Linked DNA regions of Mus musculus: region 2 is linked to region 1. Evidence: chromatin contacts called from public HiChIP or PLAC-seq data. All regions are on one chromosome and are shown on one strand. Each heading gives the region's core, a stretch centred on a gene start, on an enhancer-like site or on the middle of the called end of the contact. The rest is flanking DNA. Distances are from core to core; before and after follow the strand shown.

Region 1 (5,888 bases), core at 1,330-3,829:
TGCTTAGGAACAGTGACAGGAAGAGAAAGTGTGTGAGTTCAGTAGAGGCATTGCCATATGTGTGAATATCTTCCATCTGTTACTGGTTGGATCTCTGGATGTGAAGAGTTTGTAGATACAAAAGGCCAATGGCATATGGTTCTCGTCAGTCTAAGGCTGGAGATGCCTGGCTACACAGGAGCGTAAATACAGTTCTTGTTCTACTTTTCATGATTCTGAACCTCAACTTAGTCATCTTCTGCTGCATGGCCAGATACCTCCTACCACCTCCTGACTTTGCTGATCAATGCTAAACTACCAGATGGAGGAAGCTTTATTGTCTTTGGTTTCTGGTCTGTCTCTATCAGCTCTGTGACACACTAGTTACAACATGTTACTGGAAAAGTAGCTTCAAATGGGCACACAAATCAGCCCAAGTGGCAGCATCGTTGGAGAGGGCTACAACCTCCACAGTTGTTCATCTGATCCCACTTTGAATGCTAGGAAGGGATTTAAACCTGGACCCCTTTGCGATCTTTCCCCAGAGTGTCAATGGGAACATGCAGTGGAAGCATTCATGCAGTATAGGTGGTGCCCAGAACATCTGTTTAAACCTTTACTTTTCATAGCATCGAGCTCACCAAAGATTTTGAAAGTCAAATGTATATTTATTCCATGGAGGAAACCTTATCAACCAGTGCAAAAGTTTACTGGCACTAGCTTGGGATATAACGGGCAGTTTAAATCCTGCTAACTGCGAATCATTTTTCAACAGTGTTTATGATTGTGATAGAGTTTAGTGGGGCAGAAGAACAGATAGCATAAATATTTCAACAAAAGCCTATTGGGCCAGCCATATAAATAAGTTAGACCTAGTTTGTAAATAAATTTAGCCTCGCAAACATTCATAATCTTCTCTTGGTGTAAACTATAGTAATTTATGCAGAAGATGCCCTGGATGCCTTTCATAAGAAGTCAGTTGTCTTTAGGAGGCACTGCCTGGTGCCCATCAACTGTCTTACACTGTGTGACTCAACGAGGCAGGAAGGATACTGTACAGACCACCTAATGCTACTAGTTATTACACATGTTGATAGTGACAATTCCCAGACACCAGGCAGGGTTTGGTAGTCTATGAAGTTGTCATATTATATCATTCCCTTAAATACCTAGCTTGTGTTACCACTTAACCATGTTGAAATTACCCCTTCTTCAATCATAAGTGTGGCTGGCATACACACACACACACATACACACACACACACATACACACACACACACATATATGCCTATACATATACACACACACATCTGTTCATATTTTTCTGAAAAGTTTTAAAAAATGAATAATGTTTTCTGAAATTAAACAAACAAAAAAAAACCCCAAAGTTTTCCTTTATGTTTTCAGTCACATTCCATCCCCACAATTTTGAACGATTTCACATTTCACATGATGGGGTGGGTGTCGGAAAACTCAATCCGCAGCCCTTTAGAGGGTAGAATGGGCCGGCAGATTGTGCTCGTTGGCAACATCTAGACTTGTTTTTAACAGCAGAGATATGGTATTTACAATGGAGCAGAGTTTGATCTTACTGGAGGGACCTTCCTCATCATGTTACCTCAGGACACAAATCACTGTTGTCCTTTTATTAACAAACCTGTGATAACAAGGATCAACTTCTCATTTAAAAAAAAAAAAAAAAAAACAAAACAAGACCAAAAACAGAACAGAAAAAGACTTCCCTGAGTTTGAGAGTCTAAGGAAATTTTGTTCTTTGGGGTACTCTCTGCTTCCTTTCCAGCCGAGTGTGGCGCTGTGGATGTTTAATTGCCCGCTTGCATTCCTCTTTCTCAGCAAGCCACAACCCCCTCTTCTGCCAGCCATGCATAAGTATTTTCTTTTCCTTATGCAGGACTCCTGGCTGGAAGAAAGTTCTTCTGTGTTGTAGCTGTAGGGAAGGTCTCCATGAGCTCTTCTGTGGAATGGACCTGAGCTCACGCAAGCTCCTTACTCATGTCTCAGACAGCGCAGTCTGGCTTAAGCACGAAGTGAGGCTCTCAGGGTCCTTTACTTCCTCCCGATCGCCATCTTCCAGGAAGGTTTTGCCTTTCCTCTTCTGGGAACAGTCTGATTCTCTTCTCTCAGTATATACTATTCTTCAGTGTCCTTGCGAGGGAAGTCATGGCTGGACTTTTTCCTTCAGTGTTTAGCTCCCCTTCTGAGACAAGGCGGTAGTACTTCTGGCAAGAGCCACCAAGCCACACTTAGATAACCCTCATAAAGAGACTGCGGCTCTCAGGTCCCACGCAGAACCCAGTGAAGCACATCCGTGGTCAAAGAGACCAGTCGTTCCCCATTAGTGACAGCGCATTAATGCTCCAGCATGTCTCAGCCACCTTTAAACGGTCTTGGTAAAGAAGCCAATCAGATCACTTCTTAACATGCTTTCCTCTGAAACCACCGTCAACAACATAAACAAATTAGCTATAGTAAACCACACATTCTGCCCACACAGAAACCACAGCCCTCACCAGAGGGCAGTGTACTTAATGTGAGAATAACAGCCCAGCTTTATAAGCCTCCACTGGGAATAAATTCCAGTTGCACTGGCTAGAGCAGGGCTGGGGAGCCAGAGCACGCTCTCGCCTAGGTTACGGATTGTGGGAGAGCCAATCGATTCTCAAAGTGTCTTTCCAGGAAATACATTTTCTAAGCTTTTGGCATGCCCAGTTTGGCAGTTCTCCAGCTTTCATTATGGGGATCTGCTATGGCTTCAGTGGAATGGTCCCAGACACAAACTGGCCCAACTCGCTAGCTCTTCCTCTCAGGTGGCTCCAGGGTTCAGAGGAGTTACCGGGTGGAAACCTCAAGGCAACTGCCTTTTTCATGGCCACTTTCCCAAGTTTATGATCCTCCATCTTGACCCCTGGGGAGTTGTGAAATATTCTCTATACCTTCCTCATGCTGATATACTTCCTTTCTTGACAATGGCTAGTCCTTAACCATCCAGTCCAGCCCTAAACCAGTGTGTTCCGTCATCAGTAAATTCCTGCCTGTGATAGTGTTTTCTTAAATACCTGTTTAAACAGTGATTTAGATAAGAGTGTCCCATTTGTGTGCAGCAGGAAATGCCTGCCTTCTTTTAGATATGCTGGCAAATAATTGCTGTAGATAGGGCCTGAACGCTGAAAGGCCGTACTCTGCTCACTGCAGATGCCTGAGAAGCGACCTGCCAGTAAGCTGTGATGTAAATACCGGCATTTCTATTCTACTTTAAATGGATTGGAAGCAAAGCCACTTTGGGGATATAAAAGGCTTATGAAAAAAAGCCAGTAGGTCAGAGGTTGCCAAAAATCTCTTAAAATTTTGTAGTGCTAAAAGAGAGTTCAGGCAAATGTTGCATTGTGAAAGGAATACAGACGGGCATGTAAGGAGTCTGGTCCTACCAGGCCTTCCAGTATAGACTGGTGACTAGGCTCACCAACAACAAAATATACCAAACATTAACCAGGTCATGCTTTCCCTCTAGGCCTTACCCACAGAACGTTAGTGTCTCTATTTTGTTTTCTTGGATTCTGTAAATAGATGCCAAAAGGCTCTAGCAATTTCTTTCCATCGCCATTTAAGAGAAGCTTAGCAAGGCCTATACCATAATATGAGAAATATATTTATGTATATATTTGCTATTTGTTTTCAATTCCTATTGTACTCTTGGCCCTGTCTGTTGCTACCTCTCCCAACCCTCTCTCATTCTGGATCTTTCTGACAGCAGACTAATGAAGTGCTTTGAATACTGTCAGGTAGCAAGGCCCAGAGGGAAGAAATGGATTAGGTCAGAACAAGGAAGCTAACTGAAACACTGAGAGTCAAAGGAGCTTGAAAGACCATTAGGAAAATTCCACATGCCAAGCCATGTCAGCAGGCTAGGGCACAAATATGCCATAGAGACTCAGATGTCACACACATGGACCAGAGTTGAAACATGACGAGTGTTTGCCTTTCACCCTTTTCTGGGATCATGGTGCTTTGAAGACTGCCCATGGGTGACCTCTCTAAGACAATGACCTCTATAGGACAGACCTCTGCTTCCAAATCTATGCTGCTGGATTTCCATAGAATCCTTTACAGCCTATTTGTCAGCTCCATGAGCATCTATTTTCCTCATCTTAGTAGTTTCCTTTCCTCCTTTCATTGGGAGTGTGAAATTTCATTTTCCTGGGGACATTTTCACAGAGTGCTTCAATGGCCAGTTCATTGCTCGGTTTGTGCATCTGGTATTACCTGGGCTCCTCCCTTTCCTCACATGTTCAGTGGAGGGCTCTGCTGCTGGTGGAGAAGAGCTGGCCCCTGAGGTCCTTTGCTTTCTCATCAGCACGCCTCTGTCACCACTCAGGAATTGTCCTGAGGAGGGACGGAGAGCATGTCCTGTTTTAATTTGGAAAGGAAACTGCAGTCTTCCCCCTCCCTTCCCCGACCACTGGTAAGCGTGCATGGACTCACAGACTCATGGCTCTATGCTCACATACTCCCTGGAGGTCCCTGGTGGGGCCTGAGGTTTGGCTAAGCCTCCCTCTCCTGATGCTGGGCACACATCGTCTGCGTTCAGCCACGTGTAATCCTTCCTGTCTGCCTGGGAGTTGGGCACAAAGTACTGGTGCTTGGGCCCACCCTCTTCTTTAGTGGCAATTAACCTTTACTACAGAGCTTCCTTTGAAGTTTGCTCGTGTTTTTATTACAAAACTGCAACAAGAAACATAATGGGGGGAAATGTCTAAATTTCTGAGTTACCTAATCTGTTCAATTCCCTAGTCGGGCTCCTCTTGGCAGCTGTTTTACACAGCTATGATCTCAACCAGTCTGCCTGAGATCCCAAATCATGTTTCTGTCTCAGCCTATTTTTAAGATTAGGGAGCTGCTAAGTACCACACACACACACACACACACACACACACACACACACACCACTTATTGCTAGCAAATGCACATGGATGTGCATATTGTGCGCAAGTTTGTACAGCCAAGTTAACATGGTTTCATGGTTTTAGCTAAAGTCGAGCTTTGTGCTTTAAACGTTAGCATTAATACTGCCTTAGTCTCTGAACACTTTCTATCAATGGACTGACTCGGGGAGCAGAGAGGAAAACATTTCCGATACCGACAGGAAGGACAACATGGAGTGATAAGCATTTTGATGGCCATTGAATGCTATTAATGGGTGAAGCTCAGGAGCTTGAATGGCATCTGCCCAGAAGATTTTCAGTTAAACTAAGCAGAGGAGCCAAAAGAAACAACTGGTGAGTTATATAAATCCCACAAAAAGAGAAAGCAACTCAGGCCAGCCTTGCAAATAAGGGCCAAAGAATTATGAGTGAAATGGCATTTTTTTTTTCCTAGCCCGCCGTTCACAGGAGCTCAAATAAATGAAATCATTTTTCCTCTGCTTTTCACTGAGTAGTAAATCACTGCTAATCCAAGGCCGGAAGAAAAGCAACCATGAAACTCAATGGAAATAAGGGAGAGTACCTCACCCTGGTCAGAATAGGTGAGGACTTTCTAAGAAAATGCAAAAAACCCACAAAGACAACTTAGTGAACTTAGTTCCACTAATGATAGAAAGTTCTATGACTGTATCAAATAGAAAACTATAGAGAAAATGAGTAAGATTTTTATCCTTGGGCTAATTTGCCATTAATCAGACAAGAGTTGAGGCCCATTTTAAAAAAATGAGAGAAAGCTATGCCTAATATGTAATGGAAGAAATATGAGTCACTGATAAAATATTTAGTATTAGTAATCACTAAGGTATAGATTAAGGAAACAACTGATAAATAGTTTTCCTACTGATAAAAATGAAAAACAGCACACATTGGAACCTGTAAGTATGACTGGTAATAGTATAAATTGATAA
Region 2 (5,888 bases), core at 2,501-5,000, 150 kb before region 1:
GTGAGCACAGAAGGAGGCACCTCCTAAGGCAGACATGGAACCTTGCCAGGGATTCTGTGTGTATTGCTGTGTCTGGGTTCTGCCCCTTCACTGGGAGATCTCACATCCTCTACAGAGAATGAAGATCATCCCTGAAGCCTTGACTTCACTTCTTCATTGAAATGGGTGACAAGGGCATTTTGATGTTGGAGCAAAAGCTTCTTTATCCGACATGTAAAAAGTTGTGGGGAGGAGGCAGATGTTATTTATAGAAAGCAAAATAAGCCTGTAATGGCCACCTGCTGGGGATTCTCTTGAGAGCTTGTCAGGGTGGAAGTGCCTTGAGCAGAGAACGTGAATGGTGAATGGCATGTGTTGGCCAAGAGGCAGTGGCGATAATTATGAATGTACCCTTTCACTGAATGCGTCTCCTTGTCTTTTACTATCTAAACTGTACTGTCTCCATGGCCCCTTCAGGATTTGTTGTTCTCTCTCATCCTGAGGCATGCCTTACTCAAATTCTTTCTTATCCTTTGAAACTGCTCTCAATCCAGCCCAACCCCTTTCTTTTCTCTTGGCCTCATCACTTACAGATCTTCCCAGACAGGCTTGTTGTCAGAAGGATGAGGGCTACACTAATAGATTCATGTGCCCCTTAGCTGCAAGCTCTCTAGGGGTAGAGGATCTCTGTGCATCCGAGGCTGTCTTGAACTCTCTATCTTCCTGTGATAAGATTATATATGAATGCCACTTTGCCTAGTATTTTTTTACCCAATGATCAAATCCTCTTTAGGACAGTGCCCTGGTGGCCCAGATGGCTGACTAATAAATAAATCTATGAGGATCAAGGAAGGAGAGAGGGGCTATTGATGATCAAGAAAACCATTTCAGGAAACCCATGATGCAACTATTAGATCCTTGTTTGAACTTTTAGACGTTACTCGACCTTGATAAGAGAGCATATCTTTTCCATGTTCCCCTTCTCCGATGAGGGGAGCTTCAGGCAGATGAATAGAGGGCTTGAAGACAATCCAAGGCCGGCTGTGGCATTGGGGAAGTTAGCCAAGTCCACACCTGCTGCTCTATGACTAGGGTTTCAAAGCTTTTGGAACTGTGTATACTGAGCCTGTCTTTTGATATCAGGATAAGTTTCAGTGGATTTAAATTGTATTCTAATCATGCTTACTCTCAGGAAGGCTTTTTCTTTCTTCTCTGCTTATGATGAAGCTATCTTTCCTTGGTGCTGTTTGGTCACCTAAACACAAACAACCATGACCAGTTTTCTGGGTTGCTTCTGAGCCCTTTTAGGCTACCTTTCCAGGTGGAAGGGGGAAGTTGTAACTAGGCAGGTGTCAGCTTTATTTCTTTATAGCCTCTTTATGGAGGGCCCATGTTATTAAAACCCCAGGGACTGGATTTGTACAATGGAAATAATAACATCTACTTCTTTCAGTACTGTGAGAATAGCATGTTGTAGTATGAAGAAACACCATCATACTCAAATAAAACAGCTCATCAGTAGCTTCTCCCTCTCCCCCATTCCTTGCTTGGCATGTTGAAGCCTGTGCTCAGGCTGGAGACAGCATCCCAGCAACACCAATGGGACCTCACTTCTCATGTTACATGCTTGCTAAGGGACACTCCATATTGTCCCCTCTCTTAGGACTATAGTATAGTTCTCCAGTGATCGTATTATCTGCCGGACTTAAGGAAGAAACCAGGAAGACATTCCTAGAGGTCGATTCCTTTCTACAAAGGGGATAATGAAGCCTTTAGAAGAGCCTGTCGGACTGACTAGATAGGATGGGTCAATGGGTATGGCAGTTGCTTGTACTGGGTACTGAGTTCAATTCCTGGAAGTCACCCGGAAGAGGAAGGAGGGAACTGACTACACAAAGTTGTCCTCTGACCTTCAAATACATATGATGGCACATGTATCCTGCCTGCTAATAACAAGAGATTAAAAAGTTAGAAATAAATTAAAAGACCCTTTAATTTCCAGAATTTAAATTGTGAAGAAGTGACAGTGCTTTGTTTCTGTTGCACCAACCGTACTCAGCACTGACTTACATGGATGCAAGAAATCTTGGGCACTGCCTTGCATGTGTGTACACATATGTGTTCATGCGTATGTCTCTCTCTCTCTCTCTCTCTATGTGTGTTTGTGTGTGTGTGCGTGTACCACAGGTCAATGTTGGGTTTCTTCTTTATTGCTCTCTACCTTGCCAGTTGGCCAGCAAGCCCCTTGGATCCTCCTGCTCTGTGGTCCCAATGCTGGGATTGTAGGCACATGTAGAAAGAATGAAGAGTTCCTTGTTAATGGATGAATGTAAGATGCAATCACATTGAGTGCAAGACTTGTTTAAGAAGATCGTGTCTCTGTGTTAAGCTAGACGCAAACACTGTACCATAGTTGAATGTTGCTTTAATTTTCATATTTGCCTGGAATTACTTTAAAATTCAGTTGTCATATATAGTTATATATTTTATATATAATTAGAATATTCCTACAACAAACAGTAAACATTGGCTTGCATTATTTACAAGTAAACCAGGCAAAGCACAGCTTGATGATTCATTCAGTGGCTGAGGCCAAGAATTGAAACTTTTAGTTTGATTGTAAGATTGTAAGAATTGAGCTTTTAATTAGATTGCTTGCTCCTTTCTATCCTTATTTGATTTCCTTGCCACATGCCAATTTTAGAATTATTTCATCAGTAGTTGCTTTCTCTCTGTTTTAATTTTCATGTGTACATGCACATGAGTTTGCACGTGTGTGTGTGTGTGTGTGTGTGTGTGTGTGAGAGAGAGAGAGAGAGAGAGAGAGAGAGAGAGAGAGAGAGAGAGAGAGAATGAGAATGGAGAACAGAGGTTGATGTCAGGGTCTTCCTACTTGATTACTGAGACAAGGTTTCTTTCTGTTTGAGCCTAGCACTCTCTGGTATGTCCATTCAGCTTGTCTTGGGATCTCCTGTCTTTGCTGCTCAGGTACTGGGATTGTAGGCTTCCTGTCCCATTTTACGTGGGTTCTAGAAATATGAGCTTTAGTTCTCAAATTGTGCAGCAAGTAGTGCATCCACTGAACTATTTCCTCTGCCCAAGTTGTTTTCTGGCCTTGAGCCATGGTGGAGAATGACCCCAATTTTAAATAACCCATGAAATCCTAGAAAACAGAACCATCCATATGGGGAACTTCACAGATTCACATTATCCCAGACGCTAAGCTGCTTCCATTGTTAGTAGACTGTGATGGTTTGTACATGGTATGTTTGCTTTGGAGTTGCTTCAATTTTCCAAGGACACAGTGGGTTTGTAAAAACAGATTATTAGTGATAACCCGGGACCACTTCTGTCTGAAGTATTGGGTGGATGTGGCAGTTGGGATGCATATTTCCCCCCTGTGAGGGTCGCCTGTTCCTAAGGCATGACAGTCTAGGGATTGAGTCCCCTCAAAGATCAGCCTCTCGGTTGTTTGAATATTGTATAGCATTGTTGTCTTGATGCATCTTCATACTTCACACCCAAGATCTTGACTTCTAGGGGGGAAAAACGGAAAGAAAAGGAAAGGAACCCCAGGGGCTAATCATAACAATTAGCTAATGTGTCAACAATTAGCGCTTTCCATCAACCTGCTCTGAAAGCAGTCTCTTCTTATCCTCACACAGACAGGAATGCAGTGATGTAGTTAAGAAAAGCAGGGGAGCTGGCTCCCTGAGCCCACACTGTAGCCAACTCAATCCCTAGGGCATTGTTTACAGTGATTATTCTGCCATTATGATGTTATTGCATAGGCGGAGGGGGCAGTCCTATGCTTAAAATAAATCCAGTCCCCCCCAGTCCCCACCCTGTCGACAAAAGGCAAAACAAAGCAGTCAAAGGAAAAAAAAAATCCCTGTTTGGCTGCTTTTGGAAAAGTAGAAGAAAAACTACTGTGAAAGGTCAGCCAGTTACAGGACTTGAGTGCTTAACTGGTAAATATTTTAAAAAAGAGTGTATTTAATATTTTACCGTTTGGAAAACTTTCAATGGGTTTTGGGTCCAGCATAACTCAATCACGTTAGGATTTCAGAGGTCTCTTGTGGGGATTTCTTTACAATGGATACATTATATTTGGTGACCATCTATACCACTTCTTGGTCGAAATATGTTTTAACATCTTTTATATAATCCTTCTAGTAAAACAAGAACTTTTATACATACCTTTCATAAGAACCCCACAGTACTTTAAAGAGGCCCATATATCTATGTAAATACCACGGGCTTGTCTTAAAAACAGCCTTAGAACAACTTGCAAATCCCTGGTAGCAGCTCAGAATCCTAAGGGTAGGAGTATTTTTTTCATTAAAACTGGAATTGCTCTTCAGTCAGCTCTGTGAGCCCTTGCAGGCTGCTGTCAGAACACAGAGGGTGGAAGCTAACCCCACAGACACATGCCGGCCCAGCTAAGTGGTCTACCTGTGACCAAGGCCACTGATGGCTTCTGACAGCTGGGGATGCTGTCGTTGAACAGGGAGGATGAAGGAGACACTGGGTTGTCCTGCGACACTGACGCTTGGCAGGCTGGATGGGGTCTTATTCCCATGTTATTGGTGATGGAGGAACACATGTGAGCCACGGGCAGCTGGGAGACAGAGGGAGACACTGAGCTTCTGCAAGCAGGTGCTTGGGGATCAATTTCAGGAGGGCTTCCCAGAGGACCTGGAGAGCTGGTAGTGGGTCTCCAGCTGGAGAAAGGTTACAGCAATGGTTGTTTTTCTCTGGCACTTTAGGAAGCTGGGTGCTGTCAAGATGTCAGACATATGTGCGAGACAAGATCCAAAGCAGATCTGTTTTATTTATTTAATTCCTCCCCCCTCTAATCTACACATAATAGTTCTCAACTAACATTCTCTGAGTTGAGTTTCAGAGCTTATCTCTTCTAAGAGTGCTGGTCCCTAGGCTGGCTGTAACAGTATCCCCAGTGAATGTGTTTGAAATGCAGATGTTTAGTTCCTCCACAGGCCAGCCAGCATTAAACAAAAGCCCTGGTTTACTTTAATGCCCAGTGCAGTTTTCAGACTGTCCCTTTAACAGGTCATAGAAACTCTTTAAATTTATTTTCCAGTTCATAGGATTGGTCACATTTGACTGAGGATGTTCTCGGGGTAGGTAGTGTCATGATCTTGAAGAACTTGCTGTGTAGTGATGGAGACAGGAATAAGAGTTAGCACCATTGAGAGAACAGCTGTGTTCATAGACTCTTGACTATGGAGAAGAGAGAGTGTACTACAAATGCCTGCTGAGCTCCCAGAGGCATTGTGAAGATTGAATTTTAAAGTTAGGTCTTTGTAGAGGATTGGATGGGAAGTGGAGAGGAGAATCCATCCTGGGTAGCAAACAGACCTCATCTGAGGCAAGTTTGAAGGCAGCCTTGGAACTCTCCTTTGCTGCTAAGGTTCCCTGTTACTTCTTGATTACTCACTTGGTGAGAACCGCATATTTGCATATTCGTGACTGTTTATTTGACAGAGAAAGCAAGAAGCTAGTTGTGCAGGGCTTTGAAGGCTAGGCTACCAAGGATGTAGGAAAGCCTGTACAGAAAACTGACGTGATCTGATACATGCTTTGAAAGCTCTCCCTATGTGCTGGGCAGTAGACAGGTGTGTAGAGATGTCGGTGGAGTCTCACAGAAGCTAGGAAATAACGATTAGCTCTTGTGTGGGCAAAGGAAATCATATGCTCACAGGACACTTGAGATTCAAAATCTTGATAAGTGTTTGATGTGGAGTAATTTTTTTTTTTATTGTGGTGACAAAATACCTTGCCAGGAACAATTTAAGGAAGGAAATAGTTTGGCTTGCAGTTTAGGAGTAAACAGTCCAGTATCACAGCGAAGTGTGTGTGTGTGTGTGTGTGTGTGTGTGTGTGTG

What was found. HiChIP or PLAC-seq counts read pairs in DNA pulled down with a chosen protein or histone mark.
Region 2: a contact with region 1 is called in an H3K27ac HiChIP or PLAC-seq map of heart atrium, with 2.6 times the contacts expected there. The contact joins two enhancer-like sites. A contact is called at or near these places in 1 of 484 Hi-C or Micro-C datasets (nephron progenitors), 2 of 115 datasets of contacts at active chromatin or transcription factors (embryonic stem cells and heart atrium) and 1 of 9 other capture datasets (adipose tissue).

The regions. Positions count from the first base shown.
Region 1 is chr3:30,243,377-30,249,264 of GRCm38.p6, reverse strand. The region is part of intron 1 of Mecom (MDS1 and EVI1 complex locus); the gene reads left to right. Among named protein-coding and RNA genes, the nearest start is that of Mecomos, 230 kb to the right of the region's middle. Within about 2 kb of position 2,579, at least 51 of the 459 cell types and tissues checked have an H3K27ac peak or open chromatin away from gene starts, as enhancers often do. A contact at or near this core is called in heart atrium, where this site is marked.
Region 2 is chr3:30,390,238-30,396,125 of GRCm38.p6, reverse strand. All of the region lies in intron 1 of Mecom (MDS1 and EVI1 complex locus), which reads left to right. Among named protein-coding and RNA genes, the nearest start is that of Mecom, 120 kb to the left of the region's middle. Within about 2 kb of position 3,750, at least 7 of the 459 cell types and tissues checked have an H3K27ac peak or open chromatin away from gene starts, as enhancers often do. A contact at or near this core is called in heart atrium, where this site is marked.